3 separate regions of the Mus musculus genome follow, and regions 1 and 2 are each linked to region 3. The links are chromatin contacts, called in public Hi-C and HiChIP or PLAC-seq maps. All regions are on one chromosome and are shown on one strand. Each heading gives the region's core, a stretch centred on a gene start, on an enhancer-like site or on the middle of the called end of the contact. The rest is flanking DNA. Distances are from core to core; before and after follow the strand shown.

Region 1 (4,679 bases), core at 590-3,089, 130 kb after region 3:
GCAAGACCCATTTTAAAGTCAGTACTCTACACACTGGCACTAGTGCTGGAGACTCTGTGACCGCACAGGAATGGCTCAGAAAGTCCAGAAGCTGACAAGTGCACATTTGTCATTCTATAATGAAGTGACAACGCTATCAATAGGAAAATGTGAAATTAATCAACAATAATATTGGGAGTTTAAGATATAGTTTTGGCATTTGAATACTGGCATTTTGCCTCACTTCACTAAAATCAGTTCAAAGTCAGTTGAAGGATCAAAATTTTAAGAAGAAGAAGAAGAGGAGGAGAAGGCAGAGAAAGAAGAGGAAGAGGAAGAAGAGGAAGAGGAGGAAGAGGAGGAGGAAGAGAGGGAGGAGGAGGAAGAAAGGTACCATACTAGAAGAATATAGTGAATATTTACATAATACCAAAATCAGAAATGACTTTATTATACATTGTATTATGACAGAAACTGCAAAAGTGATTTTTGTTTTACAGTAGGAAAAAAATGGAGGCACAAGGAAGCTAAATAACATACCCAGAGTCAAATGGAGTCACACAGTTTTAAGAGAAAGCAGGAGATTTGGGTTCATGTTAGTTGACTCCAGACTGGTGACCTTATTATTGTAACCTTGGGTTTCATATGGCAAAGCAAAGAAAGATGAAAAGGAAGAGCAAAATTGAACACCCAGAACCTAGAGCCTAAAGCATGCTCAGTTCTAAAACATGTGCAAACACAGTTACACTCATGCTGCAAGACAAGCATGAATGCAGACACCATTTTCACCCATTATTTAACAGATTTAATAATGCTGAGTGCCCAGGAACGGAAACAGGGATGGAAACGAGGTCTTCTCTTCACTGCAGTGAAAAAACTGGAACCACCTTCAGGAAGATCAAGGTAGCCAAACAGCAAAGCTTACCAAAAGCTGTAAAAGGTAAGGGTTCTTTAATGCCACAGTTCCCCTTTAGACTTTCCCTCTGAAGTGTCAAATGAGAGAAAACTGTGGCTGTGTTCAGTGTAGCATTACGTATGAAGGAAAATGCAGAAATGACTTGTGAATATAAAATTGAGCTGATGCAATATGTAGATCTCAGTGTAAAACTATTGGGCATACTCTGACATGGATTATTCTGGAACTATGACAACACGTTGCCAAATTTTAAAATGAGTAGGGCAGGCAGTGAGCACAGCGGTGTAGCTCTTTTGGAATATAACGTATTTAGAAAGATCAGATACAGGCATAGACAGAGGGCTGCAAACAGATACGCCAGTGCAGCAATAGTGGTGACTTCAGAGTAGTAGTTTATGAATGAGTTCTCCTTTGTGCTTTTTGGTGTTTTCCCAATTTTCTCTACTGAACAAGTTTTGTAGATAAGGAGGCTAGCATTCATTCTAAAGAAAAGGAAACAAGAAATCCAGAGCAATCTCTCCAGCCAAGAACAATTAAGAATTCAATGTCAGATTATAACAAACGATGGTGGGTGTAAAAAGGAGGGACCATTTCTTCAGTAACAAGGGACAACATGGCTCACTCAGGCCTTCTCTGGTGGGAGTTTGGCCTCCTTAGGTGATTGGCAAAAGTGCCAAAGGAGTTTTGAAAGAGATCAGGAAGGGAGGACAAGAATGAAGTTCTACACTTATCACCTGGTTATATTGCCCTGATTAAGGCTTGTAAACACATGGCAAATGCAGAGAATCGATTTGAAGCTGGTGGCATTCATAACTGTCAGATCAGTACTGACTCACAGATGCCATAGGCAAGAAGGAACAGGAAGAGGGTGTTGCTATCCTGCTAGAGATAATCAGTTCTGTTTCAAACATAGGTCTGGAGATAACAGCCATGTAAGCTACATGAAGCTCTTATGCAGTGTCACATGCTCCTTCAGTTTCAAGTGGTCACTCATATTATCTTGTGGGGTTAGAGATGGAGAGGTTCCTCCTTTTGTCTACAGAAACCCTATCAGATTTTGCATCAAAATTCCTGTGGCTGGATTGGCAGAACTTCACAGAATGCACTAGAATGGATTATTCTACTTTGGAGTATTAAAGAAAATAAAGTTGTACTTCCTGATTCAATGCCAACATTCCTACATCTTATTGAATTTACATTGTTAATTAATCTTGACTCATGTTATAAATACTAATGACCAGAGCTGGAGGCTGAGAGGTTGGAAATAGGAGAGGAAATATTTCAACAATGACAAAAGACCATCACTTTCAGTTTCTATGATGTTAGAATAATTGATTATTCAGCTATAAATTTCAACATTAATGGAGAATGGGTTTGGTGTCATAGGGAGAAAGAAATCAGGAAGAAGCTTTGAAGTTACTCAAAGGAGTAGAAGAAAGTACTGTAGCACACAGGTGGGGCCTCCTCATTGAGGAAGCCTGGGAAGATATCAGTTATGTGTAGTGGTTGGGTCTCTTTTCCTGTCTGTAATAAGATAGAAGAGGAAATTATTTCAAGAAAGTGAAGCAAGGACCTTCTGTCTTCAGAAGAATTTAACACTCAGGTTTTCAGAAGAAGGCCATAGTGCCTTCACTCTACCCTCACTGCTACCTGGAATGGCTGAGGGAAGCTCCCAGTGGTAAAGACGTGTGTGTCCCATTAGTTGGGACCTTTTGGTCTGTATTTCTATAAATAGTGGAAGAAAACTTAGATTCTTAGCTTTTGCCTCTCTATGTGAACTTCCATCTCATGGACACATTTTATTATTATTATTATTATTATTATTATTATTATTATTAGAGATACTTTACAACTAACTTGGGAAGCAAGGAATCTACTTTGGTAAGGAATAGCTAACTGTTTCTATAGCAGAAAAACACTTTGTTTTTCCAAATATATATTTACTTATCCCTAATGATATATGCACACCTACTGTGCAAATCTGCCTCTAAAGCAGCTGGTGGTCCTCAGCACAAGCTCTCAGGAACAAAAGAAAGAATCCAGGAAGGGGTAAATAATTTGTAATTTAAAAATATAAACATGGGCATTATATAGAGAAATATGAGCTGGGCATGGGAGCTTATGTGTGTAATCCTAGGAACCGGGAGCCTGAAACAAGAGGGTCACAGTGAATTCAGATCAGCCTGAGCCACATAGTGAGTTCCTAGTTATAGAGTCAGATCCTGACCCCCAAAGCAAAACAAAACAAACAGAATAGGAACCAAAAGATATAAGCAATTCAAATTTATAATAAGCAGTGCTACTTAAGCAATGACAAGCAGGAGACCTAGAACTGGACAGAATTCCTGTGGATCCCCATACTTCTAAGGAACTAATACCAATAGTCCTGCAGCTACTTCACCAACTAGAATGAAAGGAACATACCAAACTCATTCCTTGAGTATTACGTCAAGGCAAAACCAGACAAGGACCAATTTTCCGATGAACATAGATGCAAGAAAAGGGAGAGATTTATGCATGTGTGTGCTAAATCTCTGGACCGGACAATGCAGTGCTTTTAAAGCTTTGAGGCAAAGACAAATTATGAAAACTCAGAATGATGTTAGACAAAGAAATTGGGGAAAAAGGTAAGAAATATCAAAGGGCTAAAAATTCACATGTTTTGATCTTGTGTCCTGGGTCCCTCAGAGACCAGTCTGCACACGTGAGAGTACAGACTACAGAAGGGACGACACAGCTTCTGGGACAGACCCCGTTTAGGGATCCAGACATCTGGGCACCGTCCCCACCAGAGGAGAAGGGGCCACCTGGGAGGGCTCTGACTGCCTGAGCAGGTGAGGGAGCCATCTGGTGTCCCTGGTCCCTCGGAGATCAGTCTGTGCAGGTGAGCGCGCAGACTACAGAGGCAACACATCTTCTGGGACAGTCCCTGTTTCCAGACTTATATCTTCATCCAGGAGGCAGATCTGAGCGCCAGACCTTGGTGGACCTCGTCTGCAGAGTACTCTGACCACTGAGACTCAGGAGAGAGCTTGACTCCCAGGACTGCTGACAGGCTAACACAATCACAGGAGGAACAAGCTCCAGCCGGAGACAACTATAACAACTAACACCAGAGATTACTAGATGGCGAAAGGCAAACGTAAGAATCTTACTAACAGAAACGAAGATGGCTCACCATCATCAGTACCCAGCACTCCCACCTCAGCCAGTCCTGGATACCCCAACACACCCGAAAAGCAAGACTCAGATTTAAAATCATATCTCATGATGCTGGTAGAGGACTTTAAGAAGGTCATTAATAACTCACTTAAAGAAATACAGGAGAACACTGCTAAACAGGTAGAAGTCATTAAAGAGGAAACACAAAATTCCCTTAAAGAATTACAGGAAAACACAACCAAACCAGTGAAGGGATTGAACAAAACCATCCAAGACCTAAAAAGGGAAGTAGAAACAATAAAGAAAGCCCAAAGTGAGACAACTCTAGAGATAGATGCCCTAGGAAAGAAATCAGGAACCATAGATGCGAGCATCAGCAACAGAATACAAGAGATGGAAGAGAGAATCTCAGGTGCAGAATATTCCATAGGGAACATGGGCACAACAATCAAAGAAAATGCAAAATGCAAACAGATCTTAACTCAAAACATCCAGGAAGTCCAGGACACAATGAGAAGACCAAACCTACGGATAATAGGCATAGATGAGAATGAAGATTTTCAACTTAAAGGGACAGCAAAAATCTTCAACAAAATTATAGAAGAAAACTTCCCATACCTAA
Region 2 (4,517 bases), core at 1,417-3,916, 150 kb after region 3:
GAAATCATGTGTTTAAGTCACCATATTAACTCAGAAATCCCCTAAATAGAACTTTTTTTTTTTTTTTAGAAAAGAAGATTCAACTCACAACACAGGATATACTTTCCCATTTACATGAAAGAGAATAGATGGCTTTCATGCGATGTGGAAAAAAAGATGAAGGCGGGAGCTCTCCTAGTTCCCACTGGACCCTTATGTGGTGGATGGTTTCTTTTTAAAAATCCATAAAATGAATAGTTTGTGAAGGACTAATATTAACGACCCAGTGTAAAGCAGTGACCTCAGTCAGTGTAGTAGCACACACCTACAACACACCTACAACATACCTACAACACACCTACAACACACCTACAACACACCTACAACACACCTACAACACACCTACAACACACCTACAAGTTGTGGTTACTTGAGAGGGTTAGGGGAGAGGGTCATTCAAGCAAAGGAGCTCAAGATTAGCTGGGGTAACAGAATGAGACTCCGTCTCAGAAAGTACATGTATGAAATCATATTTAAGAGAGAGAATACACCATAGGTTCATGTGCCCCTTACCCAGACTATCGCCGATTTTAGTTTGCCAGTGGTATAACCAAGTTACAACCAGTCATATGACGTGTGTGGAAAGGACAGAACTCTATAATCGACTTTGTATCCTATAAAATACGTGTCTCAAGATGGGCATGGTGACGTGCTCCTGTAAGCCCAGTAATCAAAGCTGAGGCAGAACTATCAAACATTTGAGGCCAGTCTTTGCTACGTAATGAACTCAAGAGCAGCTTGGCTATGTAGTGAAGCCCTGTGAACAAAATAGTCATTATCACAACAAACAAACAAAAAACAAACAAAAATAAATAAAATTACTTCTTTTACTTAAGCCACTCTGCTTCTGCATAGAGAAACAACCTACAACTTAACTATTAATTCAAAAGAAGAGAAGCACTAAGAAAGGGAGCAGGCAAGACCTTGGCTCTGATGTTGGTATAATCAGGCTCACCACATCTTCCTGTGCCCCTCCTTACCTCACACCTTCCCCTCTAGCTTATAATAGGACTCCCAGGATCACTGAAATCCTGAATGCATGTCTGATTCACATCCCACACAGCCAAAGCTTCTTCAAATCTGGTCTGGTGAAGCCTTCTTTCTTTTTCAAATATTTGTAGCAAGGAAATAAGAATATGATGAATCTACCCAAACTGACTAGGTTCAACTTCTAGTTCTCCTACTGACTGCCAAATTAACTCACCCTCTCTGAACCCTAACTTCCTCACTTAGAAAATGAGGATAAAAATGCCAATTGCTTTCTAAGCTGTATGGAGAGTGATCTGATACTTGTAATTGCCAACTGAGACCCCACCCTAGACCAGAGATGGTTCCTGATCAGGTGGCTACAGAAGGCATCAAACTACAGTTTCTTGCCCCCATGGAGCTTTAGTCTAGTGAGAAAGGCAGATTCTATTTTCTGAAAACAAACAAACGAACAAGTCAGGAGTGGTAGTGCACACCTGTAATCTCATTCCTGGTAAATGGAGGCAAGAGGATTGTGAAACTGAATTCAAGGTCATCCTGGACTGCAGAATGAGAACTTTTCAATAAAATAAAGTGAAAATAGATAAGTAAGTACAAACAAAAATTTACAGCTTGCAAATAATTATATGTTGTGAGACATCCATAGAAGATAAATACATATAAAATAAAGTTTATACTAGGGGAAGCATTTTATTTTTATTTTTTCAACAAATTCTCATAGCAAAGATAGAAACTCAATGATTTTGAAAGGCAATCCATCAGTAAAAGCTCCCCCTTGACTAATGCTGATTTGAGAGTATGTTATTGTATCTCAGAAGAAATTGTCCCCTTTAAAATCCATAGCAAGCAGCTATCTGATTTGCATCCTACACAGCCAAGCCTTTTTAAAATCTGGTCCTGTGAGACCTTCATTCTTTTTCAAACATCTGTGGCAGGGAAATGAGTGTAATGATCTATACACCTAAACTGACTAGGTTCAACTTCTTGTTTCCTTCTTCCATGGAACAAGTCATAGGTTATCTTAGTAAGCAGATGGCAGATTCTAGTGTGCCCATTCTTTGGAGAAAAAGAAGCGCTGTCATATTACTTCTTACCCTAAACTAAAGCAGGGTGCCACATACCTTCCACAGCAATCAGAGCACGTTTAGCATTCACTACACAAGGAAGAGCACTGCACACCTTGGATAGTTCCTACTGTCACAGTGGTTCTTGGGGATACTCCCAGCTGCCCCAGGGAAGACCTCAGAGCCCTCAGTCAGTCTCAGCCTTTGGACAATAGTTTGTGTGACTCGATTATCTAAAGCACACTTGCCAAACTACTCTGTACCACAGACCCCAGCCAATTACTTATCCCAGACTCTGTGTAACATAGGTTGTAACTTAAAAACTTTTAATCCCTAATGTATAATAGTGTGAAATGTGAGTTAAGGTCCCCAAGACCACCAATCTACTACTACTATCCTCACAGATCCAATGGACTATAAATGGCTAGAGGCTTTCAGTTTCTTTGAGTTATTCAGGAGTCAAGACTCAATGAAAACTATGGGGGTCTGTAGTCTCCAATCAGAATCTGGCCCTGGTCTTTATGGTCAGAGGATTTCCCCAGAAGCTCAGTAAAAGAGAGAGAGGAAGTGAGTAAAGCCCTTCCCTTCCTTAGAGTCATGAGATCTCTGCTATTTCCTATCTGAGATGCTCAGATTAGAAATGTCCAGGAGAATGGACAAGATAGAAGGTGGAAGTTACCTTATATTAAAGAGAACATAAAATATACATCATCAGTCTGAGCGCAGATCCTTGTACATGTGTGAAAAACTGATGCAGTGTGCTGGGCAAGGTAAGGTGGGTTAGGGAGCTCTACAGAGCCCAAGACACATTTCACTCAGTCGTTAATTTTTACTGAGGAGCTGCCATTTGCCAGGCAGTATGCTAGACTATAAGCCAACAACAGTATGCAAAATCAGACCTGTTATCTGCTCTTAATGGAGTATTTACACAGGTGAGTGGGTCAGTTATTGGCTAATAAGCATACATACAAGGAGGCACTCTGGGAGTACCTGTAACTGGACCCTAAAAACTAGAAGCAACTGGGGAAGGTGAACTGACAAAAGAGAGATCTAACCTGTTTGGAAAGATAAAGAGGTGGGACATGGGAAAATCTACTTTGTAACATTTCTAGAACTCTTAGCTTACCTTTGGGGTGAGGTTTGTTACTGGAGATTACTCTATATGAGGTAGAGAAACATTAGCACTTTTAAGTAGGAAATGTTGAAACATTACATTTTTTTGCATTTACTTAGAGAGAGAGAGAAGGGGGAGGGAGTGAGAGAGGGAGGGAGGGAATGAGAGAGGGAGGGGAGGGAGAGAAAGAGAGAGAGAGAGAAGGAGGAGAGAGAGAGAGAGTCATAGGACAACTTGCTGAGGTCATTGCTCTCCTCCACCATGTGGGTTTGCTGGGTAGTGAGTGCCTCAAACCCATCGAGCCATCTCCCCAACCCTGTGAAAACACCTAAACAGGCATCTCAAGTGGTCTCACTTCCCATTTATTTTATTTCTACACAAATGAAAATGGTCTGCTGTTAAAAACCAATGCTTTCTTCTATTTTGTTGATTAAAAACACAACATCAGATTAATTTTTGCATAGCATATATCAGAAACAATTATTAAAGGGAAGGGCTTTGAGGGTTTTTTTTTTCCTGGTCAAAAGACACTTGTATCTTTATTCTATTCTTTTTTTTTAATTGGGTATTTTCTTTATTTACATTTCAAATGTTATCCCCTTTCCTGTTTTCCCTCCTTCCTGGAAACAGCCTATCACATCCTCCCTCCCCCTGCTTCTATGAGGGTGTTCCTCCACACACCCACCAACTCCCACCTCCCTTCCCTTGATTCCCCTAAACTGGGGCATCTATAGAGCCTTTATAGGACCTCTCCTCCCATTGATGCCTGACAAGGCCATCGTCTGCTACATATGCAGCTGGAGCCATGTGTACTCCTTTGTTGATGACTTGGTCCCTGGGAGTTCTGGGGGTTCTGGTTGGTTGATATTGTTGTTCTTCCTATGGGGTTACAAACCCCTTCAACTCCTTCAGTCCTTTCTTTAACTCCTCTATTGGGGACCTGGTGCTCAGTCCAATGATTGGCTGTGAGCATCCACCTCTGTATTTGTAAGGCTCTGACCGGGCCTTTTGGGAGACAGTCATATCAGGCTCCTTTCAGCATGTACTTAGCATCCACAAAGTGTCTGGGTTTGATAACTGTATATGGAATGAATCAGATTCTTCCACATGTGAACTATTTTTAACTGGATTTTTGCTGCAGCTAATTTTTGTTTACAAGTGTCTTTACATTTTAGAAATTATTATCATCATTATTATTATTATAAAATAAAATTATTGCATTGTTGTATTGTCCAAATTTCTCCCAATAAAAAAATAGCAGCACAGAAAGTGTAAAGCTAAAGGGTGGTACAAATAATGAGAGGGTCGGGAGG
Region 3 (4,653 bases), core at 877-3,376:
CTAAAGGCATTTGGCCAAAGGCATTTGGTCTTTAATTCTCTATGAAGCTAAGGAAGACCTTGAGTTCTGGATTCTCCTGTTTATAATTTGAGAGTGTTGGAATTAAAGGTGTGAGCCACTAGATCTTATAGTATGGTGCTGAGGATCAAACCCAGGATTTTCTATAAGCTATGCAGGCATTTTGCCCACTGAGCTTACCCACAGTCTCGGCGGACTTATTGTTTCAGGTTTGGACCCAGTGTACTTCCCAAGTGGTTTCTGAGGTTCTGCTTTGTGTTTCCCCTTACAGTAGAGCTTAGGAGGTTGGCTTACCCTTTTTTCACATGGTTCATGTGTTGGGCCCTGGCATCCACTCGTAGACTCTTTGTATTCCCCAGTGTATCTCCCAGAGTGCATTCTGTTTGTTGTTTATATGCTGTTTTGTCTTTTGCACTAAATCTCTAGCCTTTTTCACCCCACCTCCCTGCTATGTTGCATCTTATGACTTGTGCCTTCATCCTACTTAAACCTAATGGATATTTGTGGACTTGATAGCAGATCTGGGTATGTAAGGATCCATCCAAAGTCCCAACAGTGTGAAGGGTAGCTTTTGTTTTCTGGGTCTTAGAAGAAGTTTTGGGTGGAGGACTTCAGGGAATGTCTTTTAAAGCACCTGAGGTGGGGTGAGTCAGCTACAGATAGGTGCCACAGCCTCTCCCCCCATACTCTACCAGTTGGGGCAAAGATTGTCTTACAAGCAGCAGAACTGCTCAGGATGAGGCCAATTAGGAATTTTAAACCAACAATCCCCTTGTTCTCCCCACTCCCTGGTTTTCCTGCCCAGTTGTGCTTACTCATTACTAACGATCTCCTTTCAAGGCCTGAACTTGGGGCTGGATGTCATCACACTAAGACGTTGTCTCTGGGGAATCTCCACTCAGTGCTAAAACCTGGGTCTTGGGAAGGGAAGACAATGCCCTTCCCGTTTCCTCAGTGGCGGCTCTGGTTGAGGCAGGGTTTACATAGTGGAGGAAGCTGAGCCCCAGATTCCTCCCCAACTCCCTCTGGACAAGGGTTGGCTTTAGTGACAGAAGGAGAGAGCCAGGGAGCTGGGATGGAGTGGGACACTGTAGCTAGGGGTAGTGGGATGTTCTAGGCCTGAAGGGACACAGTAGGCCCTGAATCAAGTGGGACTGACTACAGCTGACTCTGTTTTTCCTGGGGCATGGACAAGGGGGGAGAGTTCACTTGTAACTATTAAGAAGAGAATCTAGAGACTGTGGAAGTTCTTCCTAAATGTGCTTCTCCCTGAAGTGGCCTTCCACATCTCAGTGCTGAGAGTAGAGTCACCTCAGTTTTCACTGTTGGAGAATGTCTTTGAGGGAATTTTAATCTCTCACTGCAATGATCTCAACTAATTCTCTCTCTCTCTCTCTCTCTCTCTCTCTCTCTCTCTCTCTCTCTCTGGATTACACAGCACAAACTCCTCCAGTGGTTGGAGCCTCAGTGGAGCCTAACTGAATCTACTTCCCAGCTTGAGGGGAAAAGTGTAATGATTTGTAAATAGTTGCTTGAATTGTGATACAGTCACCACCATCTTCTGTAGCAGTAACTATTCCCTTCCACCTCAACATGAAACTCATTTAGACTATATTTCTTACATTTCTTGATACAACAAACACAATAATAACCTTCCAGCATGTGGATTCCAGACTGAAGTATCTGGAACTGGCCCATTACAGAATCAGCTGATTCTGGTCCACAGCTCATCAGGGATCCTCACAGCTGCATACCACCATGTACTCTTTGAAGAAAATGTCTGGATTCCAGGCAAGTGAGGGAGGACCTCAAAGAAAAATTGGTCAGGCATAGTGTTGAACTCCAGACAGTCTGACTCAACAGCTGGTGCTGTCTCCCCAGTGCTCTACTATCCATTCCCAGACTCCCCATTCTCAGGCTTTGTCTGGTTTTACCAATATAATAGGCCTTCTGTTTATTAACTCATGAAGAAGCAAAATAATGAGACATGTTGTGACTGTTGGGTGACGATGGGCCTGGAGTTCTTATCAGCTCCCTCTCCACCCACAGGCTCAGCTCTCCAGAACCCACACTCAGTGCTTTGCTCTGTCCACCCACTCAGCCCATTGTGGCCTAAGCTTGCAGACCCAGTGGCTGAAGTCTTCAGATGATTTCCTGTTTCCTGTCAGTGTCTGCACAGAACTCAAGACTCTGGTTTCTCTGTGTTTCATTTCTACACCATGACCCAACTAAACCTGATTCTTCTGGGATCCATTCCAAAGCAGCCTTCCATGCGTCATTCAGGCATCCTTTCTGACCTTCCCTCTGCTTTCTGTGTATCAGCTGACAAACCAGGCATCTCCTGCCTTAGGATTTCAGCCCTGGCTAGTCTGACCTCCTTCGGCTATTGCCTGATGTCTTTTTTATACTGCTTATAATCTTCTCACTTGTTTTTTGTTACTGTTGTTCTTGAGACAGAATCATGTATGTCACCCAGACTGGCCTAGAGCTCAAAACTCTCCTGCCTCCACCTCCTGAATGCTGAGATTACAGTCTGACTTAATATGTAATATATTTATTTATTATGCTCATTTTATTACTTGTCTCACTCTCAAGAACACAACCTCCAATATTACAAGAATATTTTTTCTGTTGTAGTCATTAAGTATCCCAAAAGTCTAGGGAAGTTTTTAGGAAGAGAGTGGGTACATTTCAGATTTTTATCAAATGAATGAATGAACACTACACAAAACCCACGAATTTAAATCCTCATGAGACATAACCATCCCAGGATTCCCACCAGTATTACACTTCTCTATCCTGCTGACCCTTTCCAGACATTCAAAGTCATCTCTGCCTCTCAAATACCCAGTTGACCACTCCAGACCAATACTGATAACCTGTAAGCCAAGAACTACATACCCACTGAGAAGACAAGACAACCCCCCTGAGTCCTAGATACTGGCACATGTGGTCATGACCCTCTTGACTCACAGTCATAGACTGCCCTCAATTTTCAATCACTGAACTGCATTTTGAATGTACTTTTCTGGTTGTTTCTGTTTCTCACGTTGATGCCTAGTTTTCAAACTGCTTGAATTTGATTCTTGGCTCCATCACAAGCTTCTTACTGTCTCTGAACCTCATGTTCCTCCTCTAGTAAGTGAAGATTATACATAGATCATAATCCTGTGGTGAAGTTGACAGCTGATAAATACAGTATATGGAATAGTGAAAGGCCCAGCAAATTGTCAACCATCATTATTAGCACTTTATATTCATAACCAATATTAAACACATTGCCTTTTTATTCTCAGTGTCTCATTAGTGGGTTTAGCCTGTGACATTGCAATATGCTATTGTCATCTACAAAGTTCACATTTGAAAACAATCAATTATCAAAAAAAAAAAAGTGAAAAAATTCCAGACAATGGTGATACACACTTTTAGTTCCAGCACTTGGGAGGCAGGTGGATCTCTGAGTTTAAGGCCTGGTCTACAGAGTGAGTTCCAGGGCAATCAGGGCTACACAAAGAAGCCCTGTCTCAGGGCTGAAGAGATGGCTCAGCAGTCAAGAGCACCCACCATCTGCTCTTTCAGAGGTCTTGAGTTCAACTGATCTGATGTCCTCTTCTGGCACACAGTGTACATACAGATAGAGCACTCATACATGAAATAAATAAATTAAAAAAGAAAAGAAAAGAAAAAGGGAAAGTTAGAAAAAGAAACCCTGTTTCAACCCTACCCTTCAAAGCGGAGGAAAATCCTTACACTTTAAGGTTGTGAACTTTGTGTTGGGCCGATGACTTAGCTATCCTGGGGTACATGCAACCCACAGACTGTGGATTGTACACACCAGGTAGGAATTTACTTAGGCAGAGTTTGTTGCATAGACAAATGTGTGGAGAGTCATCTTGCTGTAGAGGCATATACTATCATTTCCATTCAGAAAATACTCTGCATGTAACACAGTAGAGGAAGTGGATTTTGTGAGCATACAGGACAATTTCTGCTTTTATTTCTCAGAAAATATTTTGGAAGAAAATTTTTAAAAGGATGCCCCACTAGAGAGCTCTGAAAGCTGTGGTGGTGGAGGGTATAGACTGTGGAAAGGCAAGGGTTCGGTTATTTCTTGTCTCCATCTATCTCTCTCATTACTTGCCTGCTATAAAGGTATCAATCATAGTGGGGTGTGTGTGTTGAGGGGTCAATCAGTTAAAAATGTGTGATAATTATATTAATTATAATGGGTTTTAAAAAATGACTACAGCATAGATGTCATAGAGGGTCAGGGATGATAAAGTACAAACTACTGAATGTTTTCTGGACTAAGCCAAATTAAACAAAAGCCTGAAATTACATTGGGCAAGCATGAAGACAGATGCTGTCTGTGATGAGTGGCTCAATTTATCCTATTCAATGTCTCCTTCCTGTTTCTGTTGGCTTCATACGTTTGGAGAGGGTTGATGGGCAAGAGATAGAGGAAGGAAGCTGGTGGCAAGTGCTGTCTTGACCCTCAAGTCTCCTCGGAAATGTGACTTGTCTGAAATTGCTTGCATAGCTTTAAAGAAATAACTTGTACATGACTAATGTAGTTCTAGTCCTAGAAACAGGAATTTCTTTAGACTGCCCTGGGGTCACAGCAAGAGGGACCAA

What was found. Hi-C and Micro-C count contacts between places; a contact is called where the count stands out from the background. HiChIP or PLAC-seq counts read pairs in DNA pulled down with a chosen protein or histone mark.
Region 1: a Hi-C map of the HPC-7 cell line shows a contact between it and region 3, with 3 times the contacts expected there. The contact joins two enhancer-like sites. A contact is called at or near these places in 4 of 484 Hi-C or Micro-C datasets (the HPC-7 cell line, bone marrow-derived macrophages, embryonic stem cells and 1 more) and 4 of 115 datasets of contacts at active chromatin or transcription factors (the 230-238 cell line, the HPC-7 cell line and large pre-B cells).
Region 2: a contact with region 3 is called in an H3K27ac HiChIP or PLAC-seq map of microglia, with 5 times the contacts expected there. The contact joins two enhancer-like sites. A contact is called at or near these places in 3 of 39 promoter capture datasets (embryonic stem cells, liver and maxillary cranial neural crest), 1 of 15 datasets of contacts at CTCF or cohesin (the NIH/3T3 cell line), 7 of 484 Hi-C or Micro-C datasets (ECoMG myeloid progenitors, LSK cells, embryonic stem cells and 4 more) and 6 of 115 datasets of contacts at active chromatin or transcription factors (the 230-238 cell line, CD8 T cells, the HPC-7 cell line and 3 more).

What each region holds. Positions count from the first base shown.
Region 1 is chr5:29,971,937-29,976,615 of GRCm38.p6, forward strand. No RefSeq gene overlaps it. Among named protein-coding and RNA genes, the nearest start is that of Il6, 39 kb to the right of the region's middle. Within about 2 kb of position 1,840, at least 18 of the 459 cell types and tissues checked have an H3K27ac peak or open chromatin away from gene starts, as enhancers often do. A contact at or near this core is called in the HPC-7 cell line, where this site is marked.
Region 2 is chr5:29,991,120-29,995,636 of GRCm38.p6, forward strand. No RefSeq gene overlaps it. Among named protein-coding and RNA genes, the nearest start is that of Il6, 20 kb to the right of the region's middle. Within about 2 kb of position 2,667, at least 6 of the 459 cell types and tissues checked have an H3K27ac peak or open chromatin away from gene starts, as enhancers often do. A contact at or near this core is called in microglia, where this site is marked.
Region 3 is chr5:29,840,750-29,845,402 of GRCm38.p6, forward strand. No RefSeq gene overlaps it. Among named protein-coding and RNA genes, the nearest start is that of Gm5129, 110 kb to the left of the region's middle. Within about 2 kb of position 2,127, at least 72 of the 459 cell types and tissues checked have an H3K27ac peak or open chromatin away from gene starts, as enhancers often do. A contact at or near this core is called in the HPC-7 cell line and microglia, where this site is marked.